3 separate regions of the Zea mays genome follow, and regions 1 and 3 are each linked to region 2. The links are chromatin contacts, called in public Hi-C maps. All regions are on one chromosome and are shown on one strand. The core of a region is the stretch at or near the end of the contact, and the rest is flanking DNA. Distances in the headings are between cores, read along the strand shown.

What was found. A called contact is a pair of places that touch in the nucleus more often than the background predicts.
Region 1: a Hi-C map of tassel shows a contact between it and region 2, with 5 times the contacts expected there. The contact joins the promoter of LOC100193707 here to the promoter of LOC103650849 in region 2. A contact is called at or near these places in 7 of 25 Hi-C or Micro-C datasets (bundle sheath, ear, endosperm and 2 more).
Region 3: a Hi-C map of ear shows a contact between it and region 2, with 2.6 times the contacts expected there. The contact joins the promoter of LOC100502508 here to the promoter of LOC103650849 in region 2. A contact is called at or near these places in 8 of 25 Hi-C or Micro-C datasets (ear, endosperm, leaf and 2 more) and 1 of 3 datasets of contacts at active chromatin or transcription factors (leaf).

What each region holds. Positions count from the first base shown.
Region 1 is chr3:162,938,920-162,941,799 of Zm-B73-REFERENCE-NAM-5.0, forward strand. It overlaps LOC100193707, which reads right to left and starts at 1,431. Exons shown (of 13, transcript NM_001138799.2): 1 at 1,320-1,431; 2 at 1,171-1,228; 3 at 1,013-1,068. The coding sequence starts at 1,015.
Region 2 is chr3:163,418,271-163,421,123 of Zm-B73-REFERENCE-NAM-5.0, forward strand. It overlaps LOC103650849 (sucrose-phosphate synthase-like), which reads left to right and starts at 1,375. Exons shown (of 12, transcript XM_008676442.4): 1 at 1,375-2,163. The coding sequence starts at 1,837.
Region 3 is chr3:163,104,849-163,107,895 of Zm-B73-REFERENCE-NAM-5.0, forward strand. LOC100502508 (RING/U-box superfamily protein) reads right to left here and starts at 1,319. Exons shown (of 4, transcript NM_001196986.1): 1 at 348-1,319; 2 at 141-219. The coding sequence starts at 704.

The DNA of each region.
Region 1 (2,880 bases), core at 181-2,680, 480 kb before region 2:
TAGTCCACTCCAGAGCGTTGTGTGAAGCCCCGAATAACCCAACGAGCCTTGTAGCGGTTGAGCAAACTATCTGAGGTGAGCTTGTGCCGAAAGATCCACTTGCTGGTGACCACGTTGGTACCTGCAGGGCCGGCCCTGGGGGTGGGTAGAGTGGGCGGCCGCCCAGGGCCCCCAAAGTTATGGGGCCCCTAAATATGTATTAAGTATAAGTATATATTGTGTGCTATGGATATTTAGTAATTGGTCTTGGATCAAACACTATTCAATAGTCTGTTCGCTAGATGAAGCTTGTTGGAAATCTAATATATATGTAAATATATATGTGTGCTAGATGTTTTCAAAAACTTTATATGTAAATATATATTAGATATATAATATATATAGAGAGAGATAATAGGGGCCTCTAAATTAGTTTTCGCCTAGGGCCCCTAAAATGCTAGGACCGGCCCTAGGTCCCAAGTGTGGTTGGCCAACAGGTCCGAGTACTTCTCCTCCATAGCGCGGCGACAGTGGGGATCTACGAGAGTGGCGCGGACGGGGGGAGGGAATCGAGGAGGCAGCCGAAGCAGAGACAGTCATCAGAACGAACCGATCGACACGGCAGAGAATGTTGGCCGAGCGACGTGTCACCATTAGGTGGACATGGCCAAGGTCACGGTGGATGGCGACCGGGTGGTACACCGAGGGCTCGACATAGGAACGAGCCAATGGGGAAGGGGGCGGTGGGTCAGTCCGCCCACGACGGTGGTAGACGTGGGCGGGATCAGCGAAGCGTGTCGGTGGGACGCAAGCGACGGGGACGCGCATGACGCAAGCGAAAACAGCGGAGCCACGTTCGTCGACGAAGCCCACACAAAAGACAAAAAAAGAACATATATGGAAGGTAAGACAAACTACAAAAGAAAAGTGCTAATGTGCGCGTTTTTCAGTTTCTGACATGAAAAATTACATGTGGGATGACAGATGGAAGCATTCGCCAATGTAAAACAAAGAACAGAAGGTAGCACCATACCATTTTCCCTTGAGCAAACCACTCATCCGACTTACTTGGTCCATCCCCGTACTTCCCTGCAACAGTCCACACAAAAGACAAGAAAATATAACAATGTCAATCAATCCGAATCGAACCCGACTGATAAAGCCCAGAGCTTGCCCAAGTCCCTGACTCGCCTCCACTGAACGAGAAGCCATCCCCAATGGACTCATCCGCATCGATCAAGTAATAATCCTACACACAAAAAAAATACAGATTCAAACGCGAATGCCGCAATGGAACTTGGTGACCCGTATCAGCGTTGCCGCTGGTGGGCGCACGAGACCTCATCCTTGGGGAGCGCGGCCCGGCGCCGAGAGACCGGCTTCCTTGTCCGGGCGCGGCAGGGGAGGGCGGTGCCAAAGCGAGGCGCGTATAAGGTCGGGCCAGCTGCGGCGAGCTGCGGCGCCATTGGAGGTGGGTGATGCTGCCATGAGCAACCGGATTCAACGGGGTTTTGGAGGGAGGAGTAGAGCAGACGAACAATAGATAGGGTTTGGTTGGTTCGCGCGCTTCCCGCCACAGTTTTCTTTGTGGGTTGTCTGTTAGTGGCTCACTAGCTCCAGCCCAATTTTATCTTTGTGGGTTGTCTGTTAGTGGCTTGCTGGCTCCAGCCCAGTTTTAATTATGGGCCGTCTGTTTGTGATGATCGGGACAGGCTTACGATGCGCAGCCCAACAAGTAAAGCTATTGTACTACTCTCCGTCTCTCCCAGTACTAATAAACGAGTACTACATAGAATAATTTAGCATATTTATGAGCTATTTAAATATCTTCAACTAAAAAATTTAGTGCTCTGTATAAAATATTTTAGTATAATTAGTACCTATTTGTATCTCCTATGAAAATTTTAGGGCACCTTAACTTACTTTTAAGCTCTAATATGAATAGTAACTTAAAGGTAACTTTTAAGTGTAAAGCTCGTTTTAGCTCTAAACCTCTAGGTTTAAAGCTCTAGATTTCAAAGGTTTAGAGAAGAAAATCCAAACTTAGTTAACTTGAAAATATTTTTTTATGAAACCTTCGCCGTCACGATCACTTGGAACCTAAGTACAATTTTACGGACTAAGATTTAAAATATGATATAAAATTGAAGGTAGAAGAAAGAAATATAATGAATTCTTTTTTATTTTTAACCAAACCTCCCCTTTTATAAAAATGGAGTGGTCTTATTTAAATGTAAAGCGCTTCTTCAATATATTTCTTGAAGGAAGCGCTATAGCTCGTCTCCAATACTCAGCAGTTCCGAAATTTCCGAAACGCCCTGTTCTCCAGGCTGATACTTGGAACATTCGAACCTAAAAATTACTGCAAGCATACAGTCAAAACCTGGATGTGAAGTGCTCAAGGGAAACATTCGAACCCGAAACTCTCAACGATGTCCATCATAAACCTGAAAACTCTTGCAAGAATTAAAGCATTCAATACTGATAAACCTGTCTTTCATGCATTCAATCAAAACTAGAAATCCATGTCAGAACATGTGGTGAACCTGTAACGACAAATCTCAGACAACATTCACTTAAAAGAACAGAAGAAACGCACAAGAAAACCAGAAGAAATGCAAACCAAACCGCGCGCCCAGATTTAAATACAAAAATCATTTATTCATGATTAAGCATACTGCTGCACCGACAACTGTTCCTGGTAAAACACTTGACAACCCGTCCATGAAACCGAACTGCATTAAGACACAAACCACATGTACTTCAAACTTCGAAGAACACCCTCCTGGCAGAGACCACAGGCACAAAGACAACCCAGGTGTACACAGCAAAGAATAGACTGATCGGTTTATGATGCGTACAGTCTTGATCTCGATCTCTCAATCTCCAGCAATGTGCACA
Region 2 (2,853 bases), core at 125-2,624:
CGGGGTGGTCACGGTGGTACTTATACCTAGGGAAGAGGGTCTAGGGCCCGGGATTTACAGCCGATCGGTTACGATAACGCGCGCGAATCTGAGTATGGGTTTGTTATAGACGAAAGAGATAGCTGCTGTCGAGGTGACCCATATGACGGTGATCGTACAGGCGCGTGCGAGCATAGGAGAAAGGGTGACTGCGTGCCGAGGTTGAGTGGAAAACCAACGTTACGAGAACTACCTATCATTTACTCACTCAAATCTAATAAACAATATTATTTAGATTATCTCACATGACTCATCCCTTCCCTCCCCGCTGCCCCTCTCTCTCCCCCTCACTTATGCCACCGATGTCGTTAATCTCTCTCCTCACGTCACCACTGTTACCATCGCTATCTCACTTCTATGGGATCATAGCGTTAGCACGAGCTATATGTTAGTTTAGTTAATATAAAAGTTATTTCAATGGAGGAGATGACACTAAGATTTGTTTGAATCAGTTTACAGAGTGTAGTATTATTCCTACGAATATTGATTACGTGCCACAACGACGACCATGGCGCGTCCTTGGATATATTATGGCATGTTTGTTTTAGCTGTTTTTTGAGGAGCTTTTCTGAGAATCTGACTGTGTAGATAATCTAAGTATCATAGAGATTACGTATGGAGGAAGATAAAAGAGTCTAAAGGGTTTCCTATAATCATAACGACTCGATGATTCTGTGTTCATGTTACACAGTTTTAACTAAAGTGATTATTATAGAAACGAGCTTAAAAGCTGAAGTCAACAACCGTTTCTGCTGGCCATAAGTTGAAAAAAAAGGTGCACGTGTGGACAGGCCATGGATTGCGTCGCTGCTCAGCTGCTGCCATTGCCAGCCAGGACATGCGTTCGGCCTTCGGCGGCATGCCGGGGGCGCCTTCTACTTGCATGAGATGAGAGACAATGAGACATGGGTGGCTAAGGAAAGGGTTCGTGGGGGTGACGCAGCGCGTCCACATACGTACGCCGCACGTAGTACGCGCGCGCGCGAACGCGCCCGATCCGTAACCGCGTGTGGATCCTAACGGGACGCGCAACTCAAAAAGAGCGGGGCCCAGCTTCGCTCGTGGGTCGTGGCGGCCAGGCGGGGGGCCGGCGGCTCGCTGATAAGGCGGGCCCAGCCAAACCGGGGATCCACGGCCTAGCCGGAACGAGATCCTCTGACGTGGGGGGTGGGCACTGCCGCGTGGCCCCCGCGTGCGACAGGGCCCGCGCGCAGTGACCCTACTGCCCCCTGCAGTACGTCAGAGGAACCGGCTCCGCCTAGCCACGTTTCGTCCGCGCCGCGGCTTTCTCATCCCCGCGCCGCCTCCCTGCTCCCTCCGTGCCTCCGTGGCAACTGAAGGCCCCTACAGGCTACAGCTGCGGCCGCCGCTGCAACCGCATGTACGGCAGGCACGAACCTGTCCCTTCTTCAGTCTCAAATTCCCTCCCTCCCTCCGATGCCGCGGTGACGCGTGGGCGTGGTGCGTGCGCGCGCGCGCTCCTTTCCCCCTGCCTTGCCTGGAGCCTGCCCCATCCTCTCCCTCCCTCTCTCTCTCTCTCTCTCTTGATCGGTTCCAGTTAACACTCGCAGCCTCCCCTTCTCGAGTCGCCAGTGGCCACGCCGGGACGGGCGCGCTTTTCCCCTGCCGCGCCAAAGCAGGAAACAAAGCAACGGCCAGGAAGGAGTCACGCGCGAGGCGAAAAGCGGGCGGGTGGAAGAAGCGTGGGCGCCTGGGTTAACGCTCCCGCAGCGAGTGATCTGAGAGCGGTAGAGGCCGGCCGGAACCGCGGAAGAGGAGAGGCCGGGGGATCCGACGATGGCGGGGAACGAGTGGATCAATGGGTACCTGGAGGCGATCCTCGACAGCCGCACCTCGTCGGGCGGCGGCGGAGGCGGCGGCGGCGGGGACCCAAGGTCGCCGGTGGCGGGGGCGTCGCCGACGAAGGGGGCGAGCCCCCGCGGCCCGCACATGAACTTCAACCCCTCGCACTACTTCGTCGAGGAGGTGGTCAAGGGCGTCGACGAGAGCGACCTCCACCGGACGTGGATCAAGGTCGTAGCCACGCGCAACGCCCGGGAGCGCAGCACCAGGCTCGAGAACATGTGCTGGCGGATCTGGCACCTCGCGCGCAAGAAGAAACAGGTCCGGGTTTCGCCCGCCTCTTTTCTCGGCTATCATCTCTCGCTGCTTGTTTTGTTCGTTAATAATCTCGTTCGTCTCTGAATGTGTTTTTCCTTTTCAGTTCAATCTCTGTTTTTTTTTCTTCCTTTCCCGTGCCCCTTTTGTGTGACGTGCTTCCCGTTAGTTAGCATGCGTACGGAACCGCCCGCTCCTTGATTTTTAATTTTTAGTGCTTTTTGTTTGCTGGACGGAGGTGCGTGAATATAAAGAGCACACTGCATGAGCGAGAGCGATCCAGCCGATCCTTAAACCTTGACTTCTAGTGCTTTCTGTTTGCTGGAAGTAGATGCATGACCAATGAAGCGCACATCCTTTTGGTCTTCAGTGTTTTCTGTTTGCTGGACGGAGATGGATGATTAATGAAGGGCGCGCTTGAGCGATCCCTGATATTTAGTGTTTTGTCTTTACTGTTTTTTGTTTTCTGGACGGAGATGCATGATTAATGAAACGAACAGTGCACAGCGAATAGAATATCTGATAAATATTTTAATCGTTCGCTTTATAAACTTTTTTTCTGATTTGATGTTTAAGCTTGATGGTGAAGTGACGATAGATCAAGCATGCATGGTTGGTTGTGGTGCTTTCAGAATTCAGAACCCCACACTTAACTGTGATGTCACATCTAAAAAGAAACTTTTTGCTGATCTGCAG
Region 3 (3,047 bases), core at 69-2,568, 310 kb before region 2:
TCCAACAGAGCAAAACAATAAATTACCATGTGTGGAATGAAATGAGAACTATGGATCTTCATACAAAACAACTTTATTGCTGCACTAAAATGAATAACTGAACATGGTTTATAAAATTCACACTGGATATAACATCAAACCTGCTGTTTCTAGGTTTGTTTCGGAATCATCATCTATTATGATAGTAATACTTTCTGTCGTGGTCAACTGCTGTCTTGCCTGAAACATGAAGGAAACCAACCAGATAAACATTTTCTTCATATTAAATGATCATATAAGAATCAAAAGCAGAACAAAATAATATGCATATCCACAGATAGACACCAGAACAATGCACAAGTACGTACTCGAGGCAGTGGTCTTGAAGAATAGATAACGGCATCATCATCGATGGCTTCCACATCGATGGGGCAACTACGCATACCAATGCGAGGCTCACCAGTAGCCGGTGGTGTACTACTCGAAGCCTGGATGTGTTGTACAGGCATGCTGCTTGAACCCTCTCTATGAGAGACAGGGATACTGCTGAAACGTGAAGCCCCCTCACCAGCCCCTTCAGCAGGGGGATAGTTGAGGTCCAAAAGCCGTGAATGCGAACCAGCACCATGGGAGTTCATGGTGTTGCAATAAAAGATACTGGCTCGAGCAAAATCGATTGAAAAAAAATATATGTTCACAAAAACTTCAGCAATGATTACAAGCATAATTCCGACGGCTTCAAAACAGAATGAGGAAATAAACAATATTGTTCTCGAGACCCCATGGTAAAACTAAAACATGTCTTACATGATTTAAAAACATATAACAACATTCTTGAACAATGAAAACATGTTCACCCATCTTTTCTACAGGAATTGGTGTACACAGCACTCGTGGATACACAACCGAGATAAACTACAACTGAGGAGATGCAATAACTCTAAAAAGAAACATCTGCGTAACCTGCACACAAGGCCGACCCCAATCAACGAAAGAAGAATTACGCCCAAATGGCTTCTCAAAGACTCAAGCTCCGCTTCAACCAAAAAGGACTAAAACATCACACCTTTCTACCGCTTTCCCCAATTCCCCAACCACTAAACATATGGGTCGACAGAGATCCCCGGAATTCCATCCAAAAACCTTGTATCCCGCCCAGATATCGTCTAAAACCCCCCGAATCGGAGATGATTCCAGAAGGGTTAGACCCAGTCGCACCGCATGAAGGGAAAACCAAGAGGAGGGAACACCTGCTGTCCTGGTGGTGCTCGCCGCCGGCAAAGTGTGTGCGTGTGGGTGGGTGGGGGTGGAGCTCGGCCGCGGGGGGAGAGGATGCGGCCGCCGCCCTCTACGGATGGATCGGGACTCGGGAGCATGAAGGGAAGAAAGAAAATAGAAAGAGTATAGGCCGACCGATGGGCCTACGTGTCAGTGTGTCACATGTTTCTGTTAACAGATAAATAGAAAAAATATGACCGTCCCATACTACTATTAAAAAATAAAAACAAATTAAATAAACATATCAAACTGTGCACTAAAGACATACTAGTCGGGCTTGCCCGTGTGTTACAACCGCTTACAACAATATCCATATAAATTATCCACCAAATTTTTTTTAAAAATTTTTATTGATTATCTCCGCTCTCCGTATAATATTTTTTTGATTTGGCTAACTGATGTTATTGTTTACTCCATCCAATATGTCTTGGTACAATACGGTCAATAAAGTGAGCGATTAGAAGAGAGTTCACAACGACTAACTGAACGAACATATATTATAAAATGACATAATTCCACCATACAGAGACTAAATAAGAGAAAGTTTGTGAGCTCAAGTTTCTAAAATAAGTCACATTAACTCAAATTTATAAAAAAGATAGATCAAAATATGGAGTGATTGCTAAAGTCAGATATCAATAAAAACTGGATGCGCTCCATATAAATTATGCTACTTTGTAGCCATTACTAACGTTTAAAACCAACAAATAACATTTCATTTTATATTAGTGTGACAAATTATTATTGCTCCATCCAATTCAGCAACCTCAAATATCATGGAGTCCATTACACCAATATTATTTTTATTTTACAAAAAACATATATACATATATACAATTTATATTCAATATTAAAAATAATTTATATTCAATATTAAAAACTTTTGAGCATGATGTTCTACTGGTTAGACAACTTCACCCAGCCCTTCTTCCATCAGGGCATGAGTTCGAACCCCACCTTTTTAACATTTTATGCCTATTTAATCAAATAGGACGACGGGCTGGCCCGACACAGTCAACAAGCCGGTATGACGTGTCTGGGCCAGAGTTGTGGCCCGCGGGCGTCTGGCTCGTGCCGGGCCGCCGTTTGACCATCTATAGGCGTGCAGCGGGTTAATTTGAAATAGCTGTGAGGGGTTATTTGTAAAAAGATGACGCAGAACGACCTTACTGTATACAAACACCGAAGAAAATGTGCTCAACCACCTTTACCATTTTTTCTAAATTGATTTTGGTGTTTGATGACAATTATAAACTAATGTACTAACTAGTTTGCGTAGTTGATTATTTCACACGTGCATAAGTCTATCTATCTCAATTCTAAGTCGATTGTCCGGAATAACGTAGATTATTCTGGACAGACGAGTTTTTTTGGAAAATTCATCTGTGCGCGGACCGTCCACGATACCTAATGCACCTCGGACAGAAACTATGTTGAAATCAAATCTTCTTCTACATATTGTCTGAAGGAGTAAAGAGTACAGTCCGAGACCAAGCGCGGGCCGTTTGGCCTCTAGGCGTGGACCGTTCGCACGTTGAAAACCAGAAAACCCCCATGGTACCAGGTTCAGTAAAATCCAATTTTAGCATCTCGTGGACCGTCCGGGGTGTACGGCTGGACCGTCCGTGACTGCTTTATTTGATATATGACGATGCCTTTAATGCACTTATAGTCGTTATTGTTGACCGTTGCGATTTCAGCCGTTGATGTGCAGGGGCGGCCCGTTAAGGCCAGAAATGCGAACCGTCCGCGGTTGGTAGAAAGTGGGCAACGACTAGGAAGTAGTTGGT